2 separate regions of the Mus musculus genome follow, and region 1 is linked to region 2. The links are chromatin contacts, called in public promoter capture Hi-C maps. All regions are on one chromosome and are shown on one strand. Each heading gives the region's core, a stretch centred on a gene start, on an enhancer-like site or on the middle of the called end of the contact. The rest is flanking DNA. Distances are from core to core; before and after follow the strand shown. Region 1 holds the start of Crnkl1 (crooked neck pre-mRNA splicing factor 1). Region 2 holds the start of Kif16b (kinesin family member 16B).

Region 1 (5,116 bases), core at 1,447-3,946, 3.0 Mb before region 2:
GAGAGGTATCAGAGATGCCAAAATATTCATTTTCTTTAACCAGTTCCCATTTTACAACAATAACTGACCAGTGAAGCTGTCCAGATGTTTCCATTGCCCAGGCGTTTAGCAAGCCGTGTGAGCTGGGTACAAGGACTTTTGATTTTCACAGAGCACAGTGGGAGAGAAGCAGATCCCTATGTGTGACGTGGTCTGTGTTGTGTAGCCTTGGTGTTATGGTGACCGTGGTGGTTATCTAGAGAACCTGTGCCGTCGTCCTTAGCGCTGCCCAGCTGTTGCCTAGTGGAACCATGGACTCAGAATAGAAGCACTTCATGTTGCAAAGACAAGAAGACCTTGGTATCTAGGCAACATCTCCAAAACCTGGGATACTAGCTTCCTCTCCCCCACTCTCTTATCTTAGCAGCTATTGGCCTGTCGGGTGGTTTCACTTTAGGAGCACAGCAAAAGTAATTTCAGTGTATTTAATGTTTGGGAAACGAGATGATTTTGAATATTTGGATGACATGGTTTAGAGCTGTGGCAAATGCTTTGATTTTGGCTATACTCATTTGTAGTTTGGAAAAATTGCAAAAGAAAGTTTAGAGAGAGTAGGAGTGATATCATGGCATACTTATTTTTTTCCCCAAATACTAGGAGTTGGGCAAGTATGGAAATTCCTTAAAACAATTATCTATTGCCAGATGTGGTGGTACCAGCCTTTAATCCCGGTACTTGGGAGGCAAAAAGCTGGTAGATCTCTGGGAGTTCCAGGCCAGCCAGGGCTACACAGTAAGACCTTGTACCAGAAAACAAACAACACCAAAACAAACAAACAAACAAACAAACAAACAAATCATCGTCATCACCACCTGTAACAAAAAACTCATAAGGATTTAATTAAGTCACTAATAAATGACGAGCGTAAATGCACGTTACTAAATGAGAGACAGTAATCTGAAGAGGTATATGACTCCAACCATCTACAAAGAACTACAGAGACATTAAAAAAAAATAGATCAATCGATCCCTGCTACCTCAGTCCAGTGTCCGCACTCTCTCAGCCCCCAAGGCTCTCACTATCAGAGAGGAGGCAGTGTGTGCGCTCAAGAGGCAGTGGACGACTACAGAAAACATCTGGACACAGCAGCGCAGCACAAAACCTGTGCAAACTCAAGCCAGACCAAATCCCCTTATGGAGAGATGGGCACACAATACCACACCTGGCAGTGGAGAAATTGGTCATTTTTTAGCTGCTGGAAAGCATGAGTTTTCTCTAAGAGTATAACATTCTGGTAAGTTGACCAAGCTCCAGTAGACCACATATCCAAGAATATCTGGGCAATACGAATTAGTCTTCAAAGGTTAAAAAACAAAAAGACACACAGTTGGGTGAATAGGGAGTGGGGTAGATCTGGGGAAAGCTGGAGGAATGGCTATGATTAAGACGCAAAACTTTCAAAGAAGGAATTAAAAAACAAACAAACAAAATGCTTGATAAAAAGGAGTATTGATGGACAAAGGCTCGAGGGGGAGGATGAACAGGAGGTACCCTGAGGATGTTGACAGTTCCAGGCCAGCCTGGTCTACAGAGTGAGTTCCCGGACAACCAGGGAATCAGGACTACACCGAGAAACCCTGTCTCCAAAACAAAACAAAAAATCTTGCCGTTGTCCTAAATCTCAAGACTGTTACAAAAGTAAACTCTAACAGTTTCTTGTAACTGACACGGGGTGGGGATGGATCGTAGAAAGTCCTTTGAGGGTGGGGAAAGAGTAGGAAAAGCTCACCTTCCCAATTTTGCTGTCAATTCCAAAATTTTTATTTTAAAAAATTATCTTAACTATATGCTAAATCACTGTTTTTAATGTACTTCAGATATTATACGTACTAACATCTAGCGAGTATTTTACAGAGACAGATTTTTTTCTTTAATCTTAAGGAAATAGATACTTTTATCCTTTTATAGCTAAGGATATTAAGGATAAGAGAATTGAGATAATACAAATTTACATGCCGGGCGTGGTGGCGCACGCCTTTAATCCCAGCACTTGGGAGGCAGAGGCAGGCGGATTTCTGAGTTCGAGGCCAGCCTGGTCTACAGAGTGAGTTCCAGGACAGCCAGGGCTATACAGAGAAACCCTGTCTCGGAAAATAAAAAAAAAAAAAAAAAAAAAAAAATTTACAGACTAAAAATTTGATCAGTTTCTGTAGGTGCTTTGCTACTGACTAATTTCCACCTTTCTCTAACATCTTGTTTCAAAAATACCTCTTCTGATTTTTTTTTTAAAAAAATCCACATTTCAAGATTATTAACTTGGTCCAATCGCGGGGAAGCCTAAGGCGAGGGGGCGGGAACTCGAAAGACTACAAATCCCAGAATGCACCGCTGCCCAGGCTGCTTGCAGGGTTTCCTCGGTGCTTTTCCCTTCTCCCCGGAGTTTCTACACCTGAAATGGATTTCTACGCCCCTCAAAGGTGCCACGGCCTACAGCTGCACGCATCCCGGAGATAGACCTGGATGAGCCCTCGCCGCCAGAGCCCTATATCCCTGCGGCGCAGCCCGCCCTACCCACCTCACCCGCAGCTCCAGCAAGCCGCAAGTCTCCACAGAGGACGCGCACACAGTTGCTAAGGAAACGACGCGGCGTTTCCCCTGACTGGTGAGGCGGTCAAAGGTCGTCTTCGCAAGTTCCGGTTCCGGTTCCGGTATCTAGTTTGTTGTGGCTGACTCTGTTGTGCCGGCCGGTTCGAAGTGCTTTTCTCAAGTCCGGTTGTCGGCCAGGATCGCTCGAGTTCCACGGCTGCAGTCATGGCAGCCTCCACGGCGGCCGGGAAACAGCGCATTCCTAAAGTGGCCAAGGTAGGCGACCGGGAGGAGCCCCCGAACAGCATCTGCGGTGTCGGGCACCAGAGATTCGAGACAGCGATCTCTGTGCCGCGGTCCAAGAAGACAGGTGGTCGGTGAGGTGGCGCAGGGTCTTGTCACTCCGAGCTCGTCTCGCGTCTGCCCAGCCTTCCTTCCAGGGTTGCAAAGCATCGGTTCGGTTCGGTAAACTGTTTGCTTTGCTAGTCTCTGGGGATCCCCTACTTTTACTCCGGGCAAGAGTGCTCCACTAAAACTGGAGAGAGAGCGAAATGGCAACCCAGATAGATGTATCCAAGTAGTGTAGATATGCCATGGGCAAGAGCCAGAAGGGTGCCTGTAAACTTGAGGGTAAACTTTGTGAAGGAAGTTAACACTTAGGCTGCATCAAAGTTAGGCAGTGAAGAGAATGGCAGAGGATAGGCTCTGGGCAATGGCATAAAATTTAGGTTAGATAGTAAATTGTTATATTTCCAACTGTGGTTGATACTTCATCAATACTTAATAAGTGTCAAATCTTGCACTTAGCCATCACATACAGTCATTCTCTGGAAGTCTGATTTGGCCATTTTGTCTTGAGACAAGTTCTTATTTCCACATGTAATTATTGTAAAAGTCTGATGTGGTAGCTTCCCCCCTACCCCCGCTCCCAAACCCCTATCCTGAGTCATAAAAGCCAGGGAATGCATGCTGACTAAGTTTTTGACAGCTTGACACAAGATAAAGTTATCTAGGAGGAGGCATCTGGACTAAGAAAATTCGTCCCTAAGCTTGCTTGCTGGCAAGTGTGTGAGGCATTTTCTTGATTACCAATTGATGTGGACGCCCCCCCCCCCCCCGCCTACTTGGGCAGTGCCACACCTGGGCAGGGGCTCTGGTGTAGTCTGTGAGAGCAGACTGAGCACAGCTGGTATGCCTCCAGCTTCCTGCCGTGTCTTCCATTCATGAAGACTGTGGTCCAGTTGTGTAAGCCAATCAGTCAGCTCTTTCCTCTGCAGGTTGCTTTTGTTGGTGATGTTCGATCACAGCAGTAAAAAGGCCAATTAGAACTTAGGGTCCATCTGCACTTGAACACATTTGACTTTTAAGCTCCTGTGTTGGAACTATAGCTTCAGGTGCTCTAAAAGCTTACAGGCTAATGATGGAGACTTAGTAAAAACAAGTTTCAGTTGGCCTAAAATGTCATGGAAAACCAGCTTGTCCACTAGAAGGATTAAAATATGTAGAGGAGTTCTCTAAGCAGGTTATAAAGAGGAAGGAGTGTGATTTTTTTTTCCCCCTGCCCCTCATGGAGAATTGAAGATGTTATTCAAAGATGGCATCTTGGGCACATTCTTAGGAGGGCTTTTTCTTTCGAGACAGGGTTTCTCTGTGTAGCCCTGGCTGTCCTGGAACTCACTCTGTAGACCAGCCTGGCCTTGAACTCAGAAATCCACCTGGTTCTGCCTCCCAAGTGCTGGGATTAAAGGTGTGTGCCACCACCCTGCCATTCTTAGGAAGTTTATGTCCTGGAAAATATACAAGGGTTTTAAAATCTCGTGTGGAGAGCACTACCCAAAATAGGAATGTCTCTTTGTCTTAAAAGGTGAAGAACAAGGCGCCGGCCGAAGTGCAGATAACGGCCGAGCAGCTCCTCCGAGAAGCTAAAGAGAGAGAACTCGAGCTCCTCCCACCTCCACCTCAGCAGAAGATCACAGATGAGGAAGAATTAAACGATTACAAACTCCGGAAAAGGAAGGTGAGTCCGTCAGAATGCACTGTGCAACCTGTCCCAGTTGCTGCCCACAGTGGGAACGAGCTCCCAGAGAGCCTATGTGATGGGACCTCAGGCGAATATTGGGAATTATTTAATCCACGAATATTATGGAAGTTATATGGGAAGTTCTATAAATTACTGAGCACTTGAAGGTAATCTTGAAAGGTGTTTTAACATTCTTGTTCTTAAAAGGAATGAGAGTAGAATATATTAAAGTACTCGTTAATTATTACAGAGAACAGCAAAATCTTGCAATAGCTACCCCTACATTTTTCTTGTCTCCATAAACTTTAGAGAAACACCTGTCACTGATACCCTTCTGGAGGAAAGCTGCTGTTCCTTGGCATCTAGGATATAATTTCTTTTAGGAAGAGTAAAACGAGAAGTGTATATCATAAGGAAAAGCAAAGTCGTTTTCTCTTTACTGTACTGCTCCCCGCCCCCCTTTGCCTTTCAGACTTTTGAAGATAACATAAGAAAAAATAGGACTGTGATTAGCAACTGGATAAAATACG
Region 2 (5,430 bases), core at 2,548-5,047:
AACCAGAACAACTCAACTAAATTCAACTTCAGCTTCTCCTGTAAGACATCCCTCAAAGGAGATATTAAGCATACTTTTGTGGCCGGGCAGTGGTGGCACATGCCTTTAATCCCAGCACTTGGGAGGCTGAGGCAGGCAGATTTCTGAGTTCGAGGCCAGCCTGGTCTACAGAGTGAGTTCCAGGACAGCCAGGGCTACACAGAGAAGCCCTGTCTCAAAAACCAAAACAAAACAAAAAACCCAAAACAACAACAACAACAACAACAAAAGCATACCTACCGTGTGAATAATGCTTATAGTACTTATGTATCACTTATTACATAAAGGTGTTTATGAGATGTCAGTTATGTCTTAAGACCCAATTTAAATATGTTTATCAAAGTTGTAAAAATGTCCTATTTGTGAAAGAGTAAGTCAATTTTACTCTCTAGAGTCTAGAAAAAGAATAAAGTATAGCTAATGGGTCCATAGTATTTTCCTTCTGATGAGGCTTTTCCCAGATGATTTAAATGCTTTGAAGTGAAATCAACATAGTGTTTTGGGTTTTCTCACTTTGTACTGAAGTTGTTAAGACTTAGGGACTGTAAATCACCAATACCTATTTGGAAATGATAAGGTCGCTTAAGAACCAGCAAGAAGGGGCTGGCGAGATGGCTCAGTGGGTAAGAGCACTGACTGCCCTTCTGAAGGTCCTGAATTCAAATCCCAGCAACCCCATGGTGGCTCACAACCACCCATAATGAGATCTGGTGCATTTGAAGATAGCTACAGTGTATTATTATAATAATAAATAAATCTTAAAAAAAAAGGACCAGCAAGAAATTCAACAATAAATGAAGTTCAGAATGTTACTGCAAAACAGTCACCTCCTGCCTACACACACACACACACACACACACACACACACGCCTTTACATATTCATGCCTGACTTACTTTTGAATGTGTGTGTGTAGTGTGCACCTGTGCTGGCAGAGGCTGGGAAAGAACATTCGATCACCTAGAGTTACAGATGGTTGTAAACTGCCCGATGTAGGAGCGGAGAACGGAGTCCCCATCCTCTGCAAAAGCATCAAGTGCTCTTAACTGGCAAGAGTCATCGCTCCAGCCCCAGAATAACTGTTTTACATCCATCATGTAAACGATATGAGATCCAAAACAAAAACCAATGTTTCTGAACAAGAACCACAGTATAGAAAATAAATATAATGAAGTTATGTGTCCTTTTGTTAAATAACAAGTTATAGTATCAGCTTCACAACTGGCCTAATTTCAAAGTCAAAATAAAAAAGGAAGAACAATCTGAGAGAGCTGCAACAGTCCCTAAATATCTGTGATTTCCAGTATCATCAAAATTTCAGATGTTACTACAGCTGCACATTTTATTTTAATTAGAGGAGACTATATAGAGGTAATCCCCCCCCCCCCATACACGTTCAGGAGCTTTAAGAGACTTTATTTGGTGATTCTTCTGAGTAACAGTTCTCCTGGCAGTTGTCCTTACCAAACTGATGCTGTGCTTAGCAGTTAGTCAATGGGGAGCCTCACGCGGGGAGCCTCACACTTGACTTCCGGAGGAAGCTTCTGTGCAGGTTAAGTCCTGGAAGACTTTAAAAAGTCTAAAATTTCTAAAGACAGAAACAAATGAAAGGGGTACCAGAGATTCATTGGAATTTGAGAAGATGAGCAAGCCCTTAAAAACCTTCCTGTTTATTCATTTTTCTTGGTGCAGAGAGTAAATTAATCAAGGGGTGGCTGTTCAGTCATTTCTCTGGCGAGAAACCTCGCTGCTTCTAGTTTAAAATCCGCAGGCTTGCTGTTCGTGTTCCGTGGGCCGCAGCACTTTGTCGGTTGTGTCAAATCGCAAGGTGGTGTTGGAATCAGAGGATTATGTACACGTGTAGGCTGCTGGAAATTATGGATAGAATGGCCTGCATAAGCCCAAACTGGACAAGCAAAACCTCCAGGAACAGGAACTCACATTAACAAGTGATTTGCAGTTGAGTGCAGAATTCGCACACCTGTTCTTGGTTGTCTTGGTTGCTCTCAGCGACTCTACAGCTGGTAGGGTGTTGAAGCCCTGCCCGCCCGAGAGCGCACCCTACACAGTTTGTCCCCAAGCAGCTCCCATATACGGCGGGCTCCGCCCCTGCCCGTGGCTGCCACAGCCGGGTGCAGCCTGGCTGGCGGCTGTGCCTGGACCCGCCCGCTGCTTCTGCTATTGCGCATGCGCCCCATTTTCAACCCTCCGAGTTTTCCCGCCCTTGATTGGCTGACTCTGCGCCCATTTCTAAACTTGTAAGCGCCTTAGTCCAGGCTTTGTAGGACTCCGAACAAAGGGGACGTTCTGATTCTACCCTACCTTGAAGGGTTCTAGGAAAGCTGAGATGAGGACTCCTGGTACTAGTGGACCACACATTGGCCGTCGTATTATTTCACTTAGTCTATTATTAAACCCTTGGAGTTCCAGTTTAGCAGGCGAGGCAGACTGGAAGACTCAAAGCTAGTATTGGAGTTCGAGCCAAAAACCCGGGAGACTTTTTCGGCTCCCCTCAGGGACTTAAGCAGCATCACATCTAAGCTTTCTAGAGACCATTTGAACCGAAGTCATCTGCCCGGGAGTGAAATAATAGCGGGGATATGCTGGTCTTGAGGACAGAATGTTCCATTGTGGTCGTTAGAGACCTCGAGGGTGAGGAGGAGCAAGTCAGTAGGCTTGCTTTATACTCCATCAGCAAGTGCAAAGGCAGGAGATCAGGGTCCAGGAGGAAGGCTGGTCTGTAAGTTTTGAGCGACCCTGACTGGGGCAGGAGGAAGATAGTTGATACTGGAGTTTTTGTGTCCAGCAGGTGACTTACAGGTGAAGGCATAGGGTTAACTGAATGAATTTACAGGGAGATAGCCCGGTAAGAAATCACTGATGCCAGGGGCTTTAGCTCATAAAAAAAAAGGGAAGAATAAGAAGAAGAAGGAGAAGGAGAAGGAGGAGAAGGAGGAGAAGGAGGAGGAGGAGGAGGAGGAGGAGGAGGAGGAGGAGGAGGAGGAGGAGGAGGAGAAGGAGAAGAAGAAGAAGAAGAAGAAGAAGAAGAAGAAGAAGAAGAAGAAGAAGAAGAAGAAGAAGAAGAAGAAGAAGAAGAAGAAGAAAGAAAGAAAGAAAGAAGAAAGCGGGTGTCCTCACTTTTGATCCAATGACTAAAGTTAAATTGCTAAACTGTCCCCAAAATGCAAAAACTCCCTTTAGATATGATTCCAACCAATATAACGACATTTCTATCTGCCTAAAAAAATCCTCGATCCTTTGTTTTCTTGGTACCCTAAATTTTGTGGTTCAGAACACATGCTTAGAACTCTTTGAAGAAACAGAGCAGTCCCTCAGAGTTCTCCACGACCTTTCGCTTCTCAACAAGACAGATGAGTTGACGAGCACGGGCCGTATAAAGTCAGGACCATGTTATTGGTTGCAATGCTCGTTTTCGGTAGTCCATTCCTCGGTTTCCTTGAGAATGCTCTAAATGCAGTGATCGTCCTGGGCCTGACTGGGTTTGACTTTCCGAGTTAGAGACAGCACAGCCGGTTGCCATTGACTTCGAGGTGGGGCTGCGCTGGGGCGTGGCCACCGAAGAGGCGGGGCCCAGACTTCCGGGCCCCGCCCCTTCGCGCCGTAGGCAGCTGCCAAACCCCGGTGCGTGGATCACGCGGGCCGGAGCCGCTCTGGGCATGCTCAGTGGCCTGGCAGGTGTGGCCGCCTAGCAACTCCAGGTCGGCCCTAGCCGAGGGGCGGGTGAGAGGGAAGTGGGCGGGGGCGCGGGCACGGGCACAGTCGCTGGAGTGGCCGGCGGCCGCGGGGCGCAGGCCTGTTGGAAGCCCCCGCGGGCCGGGCCGGGATGAGCTATGGCATCGGTCAAGGTGGCCGTGAGAGTCCGGCCCATGAATCGCAGGTGAGTGGGGCCTCCCGCCCCCCACCCTCGCCACACCCCAACCCCGGGCAGCCCCGCTCAGAGGCCGGTCTGGATTGAAAGGGACAAACCCCTGACCCACCTGGCCGTGCCAGTGGCCTTGGCGGTCCTGAAGGGCAAAGCTCTCCCGCGTTGAAGGGGACTCTGAGGGGAAGTGTCCGCGAGGCCGGGGAGATTTCCATGTACAGTCCCCATCCCAGAACGTGAGGCTCTCTTGCTCGCCCTTTAAAAAAAAAACACCAAGGAACCACGTTGGTGAAGTGAAATACTTGGGGGCGATCATGGAAGTGTGAGGGGTTCCCCGAGCTGTCAGACACACGCTCACTTGTGCCAACTCCAAAGTCTCTGTTAATCATGTTACCTTCTAATCTGGAGAGAATTTTCAGGTCCTTGAACGTGAACCCATCGTCTAAACAGAAAGTTAGCAGTTCATAAGTTAAGGTTTACATGGGGGATGAGGAAACTTCAACAAAGTTTTGACTCCTCGAAAGGAGAGTTACGTACGTGCACGTGTTTGACTCAAGTTAAGGGGGCACAAAGTGAGAACACACTTAGTGTGTAACCTCTTATATTTTTCCTACAAAGTAGTGCCTTGCATCGTGACTCTCCTCTCCTCATTGACTGAAAACCATTTTCAGCGACTTCCTCATCAGTTCAGAAAGAAGCTTTGAGAAAGTTAACTTTTGAGAAGGTTAAATGGGCTTAACCAGAGAATGACGTGCATATAAGTGAATGCCCTCCAAGTTGACGGGCGTAGGGCACACAAAGCAGTTCGTGTTTATTGCTGTTTCAGTTCTTGGACATTTGACTTGCCATATGGCTGTTCTCCCTTAGTCATGCTGTCTACTTCAGGAGGTCAGTGTTTGTTGGTTCTGACAGCCAGTTAGGGCAGCAGATTTTACTGGACTCTCCTGAGTCTATTTTTTTTTTTTTTTTTTTATCTTCAAGTAGAAGAACCATTATCATGCTGTAGATCCATAAATACCAGTGCTTTTGAAAGTCAGTGCATTTTGTGTGTGATTTTCAAATTACCTCTAAAACTTTTTAGGGAGTTTGACTTGTGTGTGTGAGTGAGTGAGTGTGTGTGTGTGTGTGTGTGTGTGTGTGTGAGTCTCAGGAGAATATTTGTTTCTTCACATACCCAATCAATACAAGATAAATAGACCCCTGGAGTCTTTTAAATGTTTTGTTTCTATTTTTAAGCATTTATATTATAAAAGGTTTTGTTTGTTTGTTTGGTTTTATTTATTTGCTTATTTATTTGTTTTTGGTTTTTTGAGACAAGGTTTCTCTGTGTAGCCCTGGCTGTCCTGAAACTCACTCTGTAGACCAGGCTGGCCTCAAACTCAGAAATCTGCCTGCCTCTGCTTCCCTAGTGCTGGGATTAAAGGCATGCGCCACCACTGCCCGGCAAGAGTTTTTTTTGTTTGTTTGTTTGTTTGTTTGTTTGTTTGTTTTTTTTCGAGACGGTTTCTC

What was found. Promoter capture Hi-C pulls out the DNA fragments that hold promoters and counts their contacts.
Region 1: a contact with region 2 is called in a promoter capture Hi-C map of pre-B cells. The contact joins the promoter of Crnkl1 here to the promoter of Kif16b in region 2.

Annotation. Positions count from the first base shown.
Region 1 is chr2:145,932,280-145,937,395 of GRCm38.p6, reverse strand. It overlaps Crnkl1 (crooked neck pre-mRNA splicing factor 1), which reads left to right and starts at 2,696. Exons shown (of 14, transcript NM_025820.3): 1 at 2,696-2,842; 2 at 4,431-4,583; 3 at 5,059-5,116. The coding sequence starts at 2,792. Cfap61 (cilia and flagella associated protein 61) reads right to left here and starts at 2,612. Exons shown (of 27, transcript NM_001369121.1): 1 at 2,556-2,612.
Region 2 is chr2:142,899,831-142,905,260 of GRCm38.p6, reverse strand. Kif16b (kinesin family member 16B) reads left to right here and starts at 3,797. Exons shown (of 26, transcript NM_001081133.2): 1 at 3,797-3,936. The coding sequence starts at 3,890. Kif16bos (kinesin family member 16B, opposite strand) reads right to left here and starts at 2,296. Exons shown (of 2, transcript NR_131921.1): 1 at 2,020-2,296; 2 at 1,689-1,906.